Linked DNA regions of Mus musculus: region 1 is linked to region 2. The links are chromatin contacts, called in public HiChIP or PLAC-seq maps. All regions are on one chromosome and are shown on one strand. The core of a region is the stretch at or near the end of the contact, and the rest is flanking DNA. Distances in the headings are between cores, read along the strand shown.

What was found. HiChIP or PLAC-seq counts read pairs in DNA pulled down with a chosen protein or histone mark.
Region 1: an H3K27ac HiChIP or PLAC-seq map of microglia shows a contact between it and region 2, with 7 times the contacts expected there. The contact joins the promoter of Cenpu here to the enhancer-like site in region 2. A contact is called at or near these places in 1 of 15 datasets of contacts at CTCF or cohesin (CD8 T cells), 6 of 484 Hi-C or Micro-C datasets (B cells, the G1E-ER4 cell line, Th1 cells and 3 more), 2 of 115 datasets of contacts at active chromatin or transcription factors (CD8 T cells and microglia) and 2 of 9 other capture datasets (adipose tissue and liver).

The regions. Positions count from the first base shown.
Region 1 is chr8:46,550,640-46,555,424 of GRCm38.p6, forward strand. It overlaps Cenpu (centromere protein U), which reads left to right and starts at 1,430. Exons shown (of 13, transcript NM_027973.4): 1 at 1,430-1,488; 2 at 3,376-3,424. The coding sequence starts at 1,448.
Region 2 is chr8:46,638,335-46,642,797 of GRCm38.p6, forward strand. It overlaps Casp3 (caspase 3), which reads left to right. Exons shown (of 7, transcript NM_001284409.1): 7 at 1-1,364. Among named protein-coding and RNA genes, the nearest start is that of Casp3, 23 kb to the left of the region's middle. Within about 2 kb of position 3,132, at least 98 of the 459 cell types and tissues checked have an H3K27ac peak or open chromatin away from gene starts, as enhancers often do. A contact at or near this core is called in CD8 T cells, the G1E-ER4 cell line, Th1 cells and 1 more, where this site is marked.

The sequences.
Region 1 (4,785 bases), core at 180-2,679, 89 kb before region 2:
AGATGTGGACACTTTAAAAATTATGGCTTTGGTTAGGATACTTGCAGAAAACCTACCAAACGTTATTTATAGAGATAGAAATATACAATGATTATACACAGAGGCATATCGAGGCTGAAAAGCATAAAAATGCTAAAGACAAATAAAAAAAACCGTATGGTTTGTGAAAAGGGCCATTCATGGAAGAGTCTGAGAGAACTGTTACATTTTATGTTCTGATTCAGTAATATAGGTGTCTATGTTTTATTTTTACAGTGTTAAATACCCTTTGTTGGAGACAGGGTTTCTTTGTGTAGGCCTGGCTGTCCTGGAACTCACTCTGTAGGCCATGCTACCTGCTTCTGCCTCTAGGACTAAAGGCAAGCACCACCACTGCCTAGCTTGTATTCATATTTTTATTGTGATAAAATTTATAACATAAAATTGGACATTTCAGCTTTTTATTCCAGTCATTTTAAGTGTTTAAATACATCCACCTTTTTTACACAACCATCTATCTCTCCCATCACCCCCATTTCTGGCCTTTCTCATTACCACTGTGTTTTAGGTTAATCAAGAAATCATTGTTGGAGCTGGAGAGATGACTCAGCCATTTGGAGCCTCTTGCCAAAGACCTCAGAGTTTCCCAGCCTCATAACTATCTGTAACTCCAGTTTCAGGGTATCTGATGCCCTCCTCTGACCTCCACTGGGACCACGGATGTGTATATATATATGCGTGTGTGTGTGTGTATATATACATACATATGCGTATATATAATAAATATATAACATTTTGCATCGATACACATAAATCTTAAAAAAAAATTCATTGCCAAGTCCAACGTCTTGATTCAGTTTTCTTCTGAGTTTGGCCGTTTTTTTTACTTCTTATATCTTTGATCCCTTTAAATCAATTTTTCATTCTTTTGTACCACAAGAAAAATGTAAAAACAAAAGAATCGTGAGTATGGATCCAGAAGGGACCTTCCCGCTTTACGAAGGACCTGGAAGGGAGGACAAATAACGTGTCGCGTTCAACAGTGAGCTGCTACAGGGAGCTAAAAGCGGCATCTGCATTTAGCAATGCGAAGGATTTGACAGTAGTCCATCAACTAACAGCCCGCCCGGAAGCACTGGAGTTTTGGATCCGCTGGCGGCTGGCTCGGGTCCACCCACACCCACACCAGCTCCGGGTCATTTACCCGCCCACGAGGCCGGGGAGTTCTAAATTTACGGAACGGAGCGAGAGCGGGAGAGACAGCCTGCAGCAGCTAAGCCGGTTGCTTTGGACTCCGCTCCGCTGTTGGGTGTTTTCCAGGCCTGGATTTCATCGTGCTCTCGCCCAGGACGCTCTCTGGCCCCGCCCCGGAAAAGGCGGAGCATAGCGAGGACTAGGCTCTGATTGGCTGTTCAGAGCAAGACCGGCTAGGCGCGAGTTTGGAGTCCCTGCCTTTGGGAACGGTAGGATGGCTGCAAGGAGAAGTTTGAGATACTCGGGGAACCCGGGGTAAGTGCTGCCGCCCCGAAATCCGCCCAGGATGGGCTCAACCCGTCCCAGAGACTCGCTGACCCGGCCTCAATTCCCACAGCCCCGAATCCTAGAGCCAGGAGTCAAGCTGTGTGGTAGGGGAACTCAGACACCAGCGTCGCTTTCATGTGACAAGCAAATATTTAACAGTAATCATTTCTGGTCTGTCGACATTGCTTTTTATTTCTAAGACGCAGCTGTTTTCGTAATAGAAAACACGGAAGCCAAACGAAATCTCTAGCGAGGGACCAGGCAGCTGCTTGTTTAGAGCTTGGGCTGGCCTTGCCTAAATACCTAAAGGACATTCAGAGTGCTTCATGGATCTTTTCATTATATAAGAGGTGTGCATCTGAAAAGAAGTTAGTAAGCGGCCCGAAAGGTTAGCGCCACCAACTCCTGGCGAAGGATATTCTGGGCGTGTCTGGCGCGCATCCAAAGCCTGGTAGAGATTTGGATAGAAAGGTCTCCTCTGCGTAGGAAGTCTTCCGTGGGAGGATTACCTATGGAAGATGATGCTTGTAGCTACCACAGGACACAGATGGTGGGGGAATCCACATTCGGTGAGCAGTGGGAAGGAAGATTTAAAAAGGGCAAAGGAGCTTATCAGGGCATGCTGGTTTGTGCTTTTACCTTTTTTGGTTTTTCGAGACAGAATTTTTCTGTGTGGCCCTGGCTGTCCTGGAACTCAACTCTTGTAGACCAGGCTGGCCATAAACTTAGAGATCACCTGCCTCAGCCTCCCAAGTGCTGAGATGAAAGGCGTGAGCCACCACCACCTTTGAGCAAGGGAAAGGAGCTTAGAACTTGATCTGCCAAACCAGTGGTTTTTGTTGTTTCAACATCTTGAGGCTTGGAATTTATGAAATCTGTTCATTATCACTCCTAAAACACACGGATGCATACAGCAAAGATTATATAAAATGGTTACTGTAGAGATTTCCTTTAGGAAAGAAAGAGGTTTCTGTAGAGTTTGGAAACTGCTCCAGGACTCCAGCCCACAGCTAGAAGGGAATTTCTCTGGTTTTGGAGCACACACAAGAAACAGGTAGAGGGGCTGGTGAGATGGCTCAGCAGGTAAAAGCACTGACTGCTCTTCTGAAGGTCCTGAGTTCAAATCCCAGCAACCACATGGTGGCTCACAATCACCCGTAATGAGATCTGACACCCTATTCTGGTGGGTCTGAAGACAGCTACAATGTACTTGTGTATAATAATACCTAAATCTTTGGGCTAGAGCCAGCAGGGACTGAGCAAGTGGAGTTGACCGGAGCGAGCAGAGCAGAGGTCCTAAAAGCTCAATTCCCAACAACCACATGAAGGCTCAGGCTCACAACCATCTGTACAGCTACAGTGTACTCCTATACATAAAATAAACAAATCATAAAAAAAAAGAGTCAGATGGAAAAGAGTTCAGGCTAGGCAATTTATGCCTCCAGGTTGTCCCACCTACTTCTGTTTCGAGGTGCCATTCAGAAGTCACTTAAGCTTTCTGAGCTCAGAATCACAGTCTGCGGTTATCCCAAAGCAAAGGCAGTACAGGTCTGAGAGTTGGCTACAAGTGGGGAGTCCCAGCCCCCTCCCCTCGGATTATTACTGCGGTATTCTGTGCTGGGAGTGTGGGTGGCAATAAGTCTTTTCTATTGTAGCCTAATACACACAACTGAGATGGTTAACAAAGTGATAGGTGTCCCCCCCAACCCTGCTCCCCAGTGGTTTATTGCCTGGCTTCAGCTCTGCTGGGTGAGCAGTAATGAGGATAATTTGGAAAGGTGCGCCTTGGAAGGATTATAGCTTACAGTGCTTTCCCAGTTGCTCAAAATATCTGCTGAATTCACTTTTAAAATTTTGTCATCTGTGTTTTAATAGTGCAAAACATTCAAAGAACACTTTGAGAAGCACATATTCCAGGAAACAGGTAAGCAAGATTGTTAATGTGATTTTTCCCCCCCTTAAGCCATTGAAGGCAAAGCTATCATTTTGTGGGAATCATACTTTGGAGAGTTCTCTTAACAAAATCTTTTCTTTGTTTCTTTTCTTTCTTTCTTATTTTTATTTTACTTTTTTTTTTTTTTAATTTGAGACAAGGTTTCTCTATTAGACCTGGCTGTCCTGGAACTCACTCTGTAGACCAGTCTAGGCCTTGAGCTCACAGAAATCTACTTGCATCTGCCTCCGAGTGCTGGGTCACCATCACCACCTTAGCCTCCACCTCCACACTTGACAAACTTTTTTTTTGGTTTTTGGTTTTTTTGAGACAGAGTTTCTCTGTATAGCCCTGGCTATCCTGGAACTCACTTTGTAGACCAGGCTGGCCTCGAACCCAGAAATCTGCCTGCCTCTGCCTCCCAAGTGCTGGGAATAAAGCCGTGTGCCACCACGCCTGGCTTTGACAAACTTTTTTATAGCAGCTTTAAAAAGTGTTTTATCCAGAATGTTGGAGAAAAGGAACTTTGTTAGCGTTTTAGAACCATCTTTTCTTCTGAGTCTAGTTTCTATTTTTATTCAGATATTTGACATCACGTAAAAGCTTTATAATGTTTTGAAATGTCATTTTTTTTCCACTTAGTTTTTTTAACAGCTGCATATGAGTTTATAGAATTCCTCTTGGTTCATATACGGTTTTATTTTTCTTCAGGAAATGCCTGTTAAAGGCAAGCGTATTTGTGTAACACTCTTGATTGCTAATTTCAAAATCTTATCCAATGCCATTTCAAGTTAGTGTGAGGAGGGAGTTTGCTTTTCAGGTTCGGGGTTAGGCCTTCAGAGCGCTTTTGGCCTTCTTGTCTGTCCCTGGCTTTCTCCCTTCTCAGGCAGGCTCCCTGCCCTGCTGAGCAGACGCTAGCCTTGAATAAAGCTCCTGCATTGTGGAGCATCCCTGGCATACCCGCTGGGGATCTGGCGCCTTTCTCCTGCCTACCACTGCTCAGTAGCTAGAATTCACTGTGGCCTGGAGGGGTTTCTCCAGCCAGTGTCTGGAAGCGTTCAGGCCCTCCCTCTGGGAGGTAACTGCAGGGCAGGTGACGGAATCTTCTTTGGCTTGACAGCCAAGCCTTCTGCAGTTTCTTAGCATCTCTCCATATAGCACTCCATGAGTGAGGCTTCCCCTGAGTTTTGTCTGCCAGACATATTTGCATATCTTTCATATCTTCCAGACTTTTCTTATCTGTTAGTAATAATATTCTCTTGTATCTTGTAGTTTATAAGCTACCATAGAAGGTTTTCTCCTTTTGGTCTTTCCTTGGGATTTAGGGTTTAATCTGTGTATTGAAATAGATT
Region 2 (4,463 bases), core at 1,882-4,381:
ATTTAATTTAATAAGGAGCAAGTAACTGTCAATGATGGTACTATCATCCTAGATGAAATTACAAAGTTGCCCTTTTATAATTAGCAAGATTTGGCGATACTATGAATTTTGAAGTCATTTTGAAGCAGTACAGCTTTTCCACTGATGATTTTATACTCCCCACTCATGTTAAGAATGTTGTTCTAGTTTTCGTTAAACGTAGAAACAATAATGTCAAATGATAATGTCTTAGAACTTGAATCCATGAGCAGAGTCAAAGGCTGGAACCCTTGTTTTGGACCTGATTTATGGAAGTGAAGAGTTGGACCACCATAGCATGCATTATAGCTACTGGTTTTGTGACAGTTGTCCACAACACGTATTTGTTATTTTAAAAAAAAAAATCATGTTTTATTACTGGAACAAAAATAACTTGAGTATTTATGTGAGAGGAAAACCGTGTGCGAACTTGGTTGACTCATTGAAGGCAAGGTGCTAAAATCCATCAGCATTTGTTTCTTACTTATCCTTATACAAATCAGCTCGGTCTTACAGACCAGCAAAATATCTCAAGAGCTGTTATGTAACAGCCTCAAATGGTTGATTATTAGAATGAAGTACAGGAATTCTATAGGAATATACTATAATACCAGTTGTCAAACAGAGCTTAAGAAAAGGAGAGATGAAATCTACTGTAGTTGGAGAGAATGTGGTTTGAGCCAGAGCAGAGACTTGGCAGAGCCATGGGCACATCTTCAGAAAAGGCCTGCCAGCTGGACTCCCCACCCCTCACCCCACCCCCCTTGTGAGTTCTGGTTTGTGTGGATGATGTCCAAGTTACCACGTGGGAAAGTGAACCAGATCACAAACTTCTGCAAAAAGGCTTTCCCAGAGGGCTGAGAGTCTGAAGAAAGTTCACTGGACTCCATGTCCAGAGTCTGTAGCATGCTGACTTTTCTGTTGACGTTTACAAAGAAAGGAAAAATAATGGTGATATTTATACTGTGCTAGAAACGAAAGGGCCAGGGCACACAGGACTTGGAAAGCATCCAGCAATAGCCCTGCAGCCCATGTGGAGAAGCTGCGGGCTGCAGTCCATCCTCAGGGAGACTGTGCTCTGCTCCTGGCCTCCTTATGGGGGTGCTGAGTCACTGCTGGCTCTCGCAGCATTTCTCCTAAGCTTCCTTGTTGCACAAAGAAAGGAAGGAACTCACATTGTAACGGATAGATTCTTGTTTAGACTGGCTTTGTTGTTAACGCTTTCTAAGTGAATGCAGCATGTGATGGTATTTTAAAGTGTGTTCCCATGTGACAATTTTATAAAAGTTTGTTACCTTGCAATTTTATTTCAAAACATAAATTCAGATTTAAAATTATCAGTGTATTTGAGGGTTTGTTGTTGTTGTTGTTGTTGTTGTCGTCGTCAATACTTTTGCTGTTGTAATAACTAAGTGAAAGTTAAAATAATTTTAACCCACAGTCTAATTTGAGAGAGTCAGAGGATGCAACAAGGCCTTAATCTAATATGTTAAGGTGTTGGCAAGTGGAAGAACCTCTGATATGATAGGATTTAAACCCAAAGAAATAGGTAGAATATACTCAAAGAATACAGGAAGGGGTGGGGACTCAGCTCCTCCAAAGTTTACATAATAACCACAGCTTCTCTAAAGTGAAGGTCAAAAGTGGATCAAGGAACTCCTGTACACAAGGAGGAGCGTGTCACGAATGTTTTTGTCTAGCTGCTTTCTAACAGGGGATAGGGTGGTGGAGAAATGACTCAGCAGTTAAGAGCGTCGGCTGTTCTTCAGAAGAACTGGATTTGAACCCAAGCACCCACATGGCAGCTCACAATTTTTTGTAACTAGCTCCAGGGGACCCAACTGCCTCTTTTTGCCTCCTTGGGAATTTTATGCACATGGTGCAGAGGCATACACGTGGGCTAAATACCTATATACATGAAATTAAACCTTTAAAGACTAGCTCTTTAATGTGTGGAGAAAAGGCTAGCCCATTGTAATTTCCATACTATCTATATAAAGAGGTCTGAGATAGTACAAAGAAAACAACTGGAGCTATGGGTCTGGGAGTAGTTAGCTGGGTAAAGCAGTTTCCTTGCCAGCACAAGAACCTGAACTAGAACTTGATCCCCAGAATCCATGTTAAAAGGAAAAAAAACCCGAATTGTGATGCTCGCTTATAATTCCAGCAGTGATGGAGATAAGTGAGTTCCTGAGGCTCACTGGTCAACCAGCCTAGTCTCCATGGCAAACGCATGGCTGATGTGCTCAGCTATGGAGAAATGATACCAGTCCCATTATCACCTGGCCTACACATACACAAGATAAAAACCATCAACTGGGCCATGTATGTGAATAGAGCAAGTGTAAACAAAGAGAGCATATACCCCTTATGTTCAGATAACCCAATCTCCCATCATAATAAGAGGAATATAAATTATGATATCACCTACCAGACTGGACAGTATCGCCCAAGTGCTGGAGGTATAGGCATGCATCACCATGCCAAGCATGTGCTGTGGTTAATCCCAGCACTCGGGAGGCAGAGGCAGGTGGATTTCTGAGTTTGAGGCCAGCCTGGTCTACAGAGTGAGTTCCAGGACAGCCAGGGCTGTACAGAGAAACCCTGTCTCAGAAAACAAAACAAAACAAAAAACAAACAAAAACATGTTGCATGAATATTCATGAGATGGATGGCATATTCAGAGGGGTAAGGTGACCATTTGTTCCCTTCCAAACCATAGTGAACCAGATCTCTTCTTGGCTAGTCCTTCCCATGATCCTCTTTAAAAAGAGAAGCAAACTCACTAAGAAAATGATATTATAAACAAATTGAGATTTCCCAAGGTGGTCTACCCTTTGTTATAATATATTTGTGGCAATTTGGTTCGGTTCCCTTGTACTTAGTTTCTGCTTTGCGGGGACGAACCCAAATGCAGCTTAAAAGATGGAGTAAACCTCTAAAGATCATTTCAAACACCAGGAGAATCAGCTACCAAGAAACAGGTGTAGTGTTCCGTGGTTACCTCTTAACTAACTCCTCGACTTCTGATCCTCGGTGGGAGCTGTGGAACAATAGACCCAACTGTGAGAGTCTGTGGTCGGAAATGGCTTGTCTGAGTCAGAAGTGAAGCAGAGTTTACAGTGAAGAAATAAGTGTTGACTTTGGAAAAGAAGGCACATGACTAAGGTAGGTAGATAGGGTATTTTCCTTCCATTCAATCTGTGATACCCACTTCCTTCCTGGTGTCAATTATCTGTTAGACTCCCTCCCAGAACTCAGGAGAATTCTTTAGTTATAGGACTCAGTTTGTTAACTAATACGATTGAAGAATGTGGAAATGCAGGGCTAGGTGTGGTGGGGAGGGACACAGATTCTCCTTGTTTTCTTGGAGTGTCCCCCCTCAACCCCCACCCCCACCCCTACTCTGAACTGTTCAACCACTTGGAAACTGAAGCTCATCAGGACTTCTAGAACTCAGGCCCCAGCAACTCTACTTCCCCAGAAGTCAGAGCTAGGATGGGCCAGTCCCAGCAGCCTTCACTGAGATGATCTATGGCTCTGCCTACCGTTAGCATAAACTTAGGTGTGAGCTAAAGGGACTTGCTATTAACATCAGAAGTCACTCCTATCTCTCTGGAGAATCTAAGCAGTTTAAGACTTCTGTATGCAGGAAGTAGGGGGCTGGGAGATCATGTTTCTCATACTGGACTTGAGGGAACTTGTGATTATAGATTTACTTGGGAAGAAGAGTTGAAAATGGTACAAGGCGTTTCAGGATACACAGGCCGCCTGGTGACGGGAAAGAGCAGCTGTTTTCTTGGGTTCTTGGTGGGATCTAGAGTGTTAATCATGAGGTGGTTCTTGGTGGGATCTAGAGTGTTAATCATGAGGTTGGCATTCTCCTCTTCTGGCTTCAGGGAGTTTTTCCATTTAAGATAATAGAGCAATGATGGCCAGTTTGCCCCTGGAGACATTTTAGCATTACCTTGTACCTGGTGGGTCTTGTGATAAGATAAAGGGAGACCAGGACATGCCATACATTGTATAAATAGGTTCCATACATTGTACAGGTAGGTTCCATACATTGTACAGATAGGTCCCATGCATTGTCTATACACTGCATGTTTTATTCAATCTGGGCCCCCAGGTTATGGGATGATGCCACTCACATTGAAGGGTCTCTCCTCACTAAATCCTTTCTGGAAGCGCCTCCCACATACAGAGATACTTTTAGGTGATTCTAGATCCAGCCAAGTTGACAATGAAGATTAACCATGCTCTGTCGCAGATCCAAAGGACAGGACCGAGGACAGGATTTGCAGAGTAGGTTGTGTTCAGAGTTTATCATCTGTGAGGATGAGCCGCCTGGTTACTGGTGTGATGCTGAACACTGTGTGTACACTGGAATGGTGCTGTATTTCTGCGCCATCTTACCCTGCCTCCCTCCCCTCTTATTTCCCCCT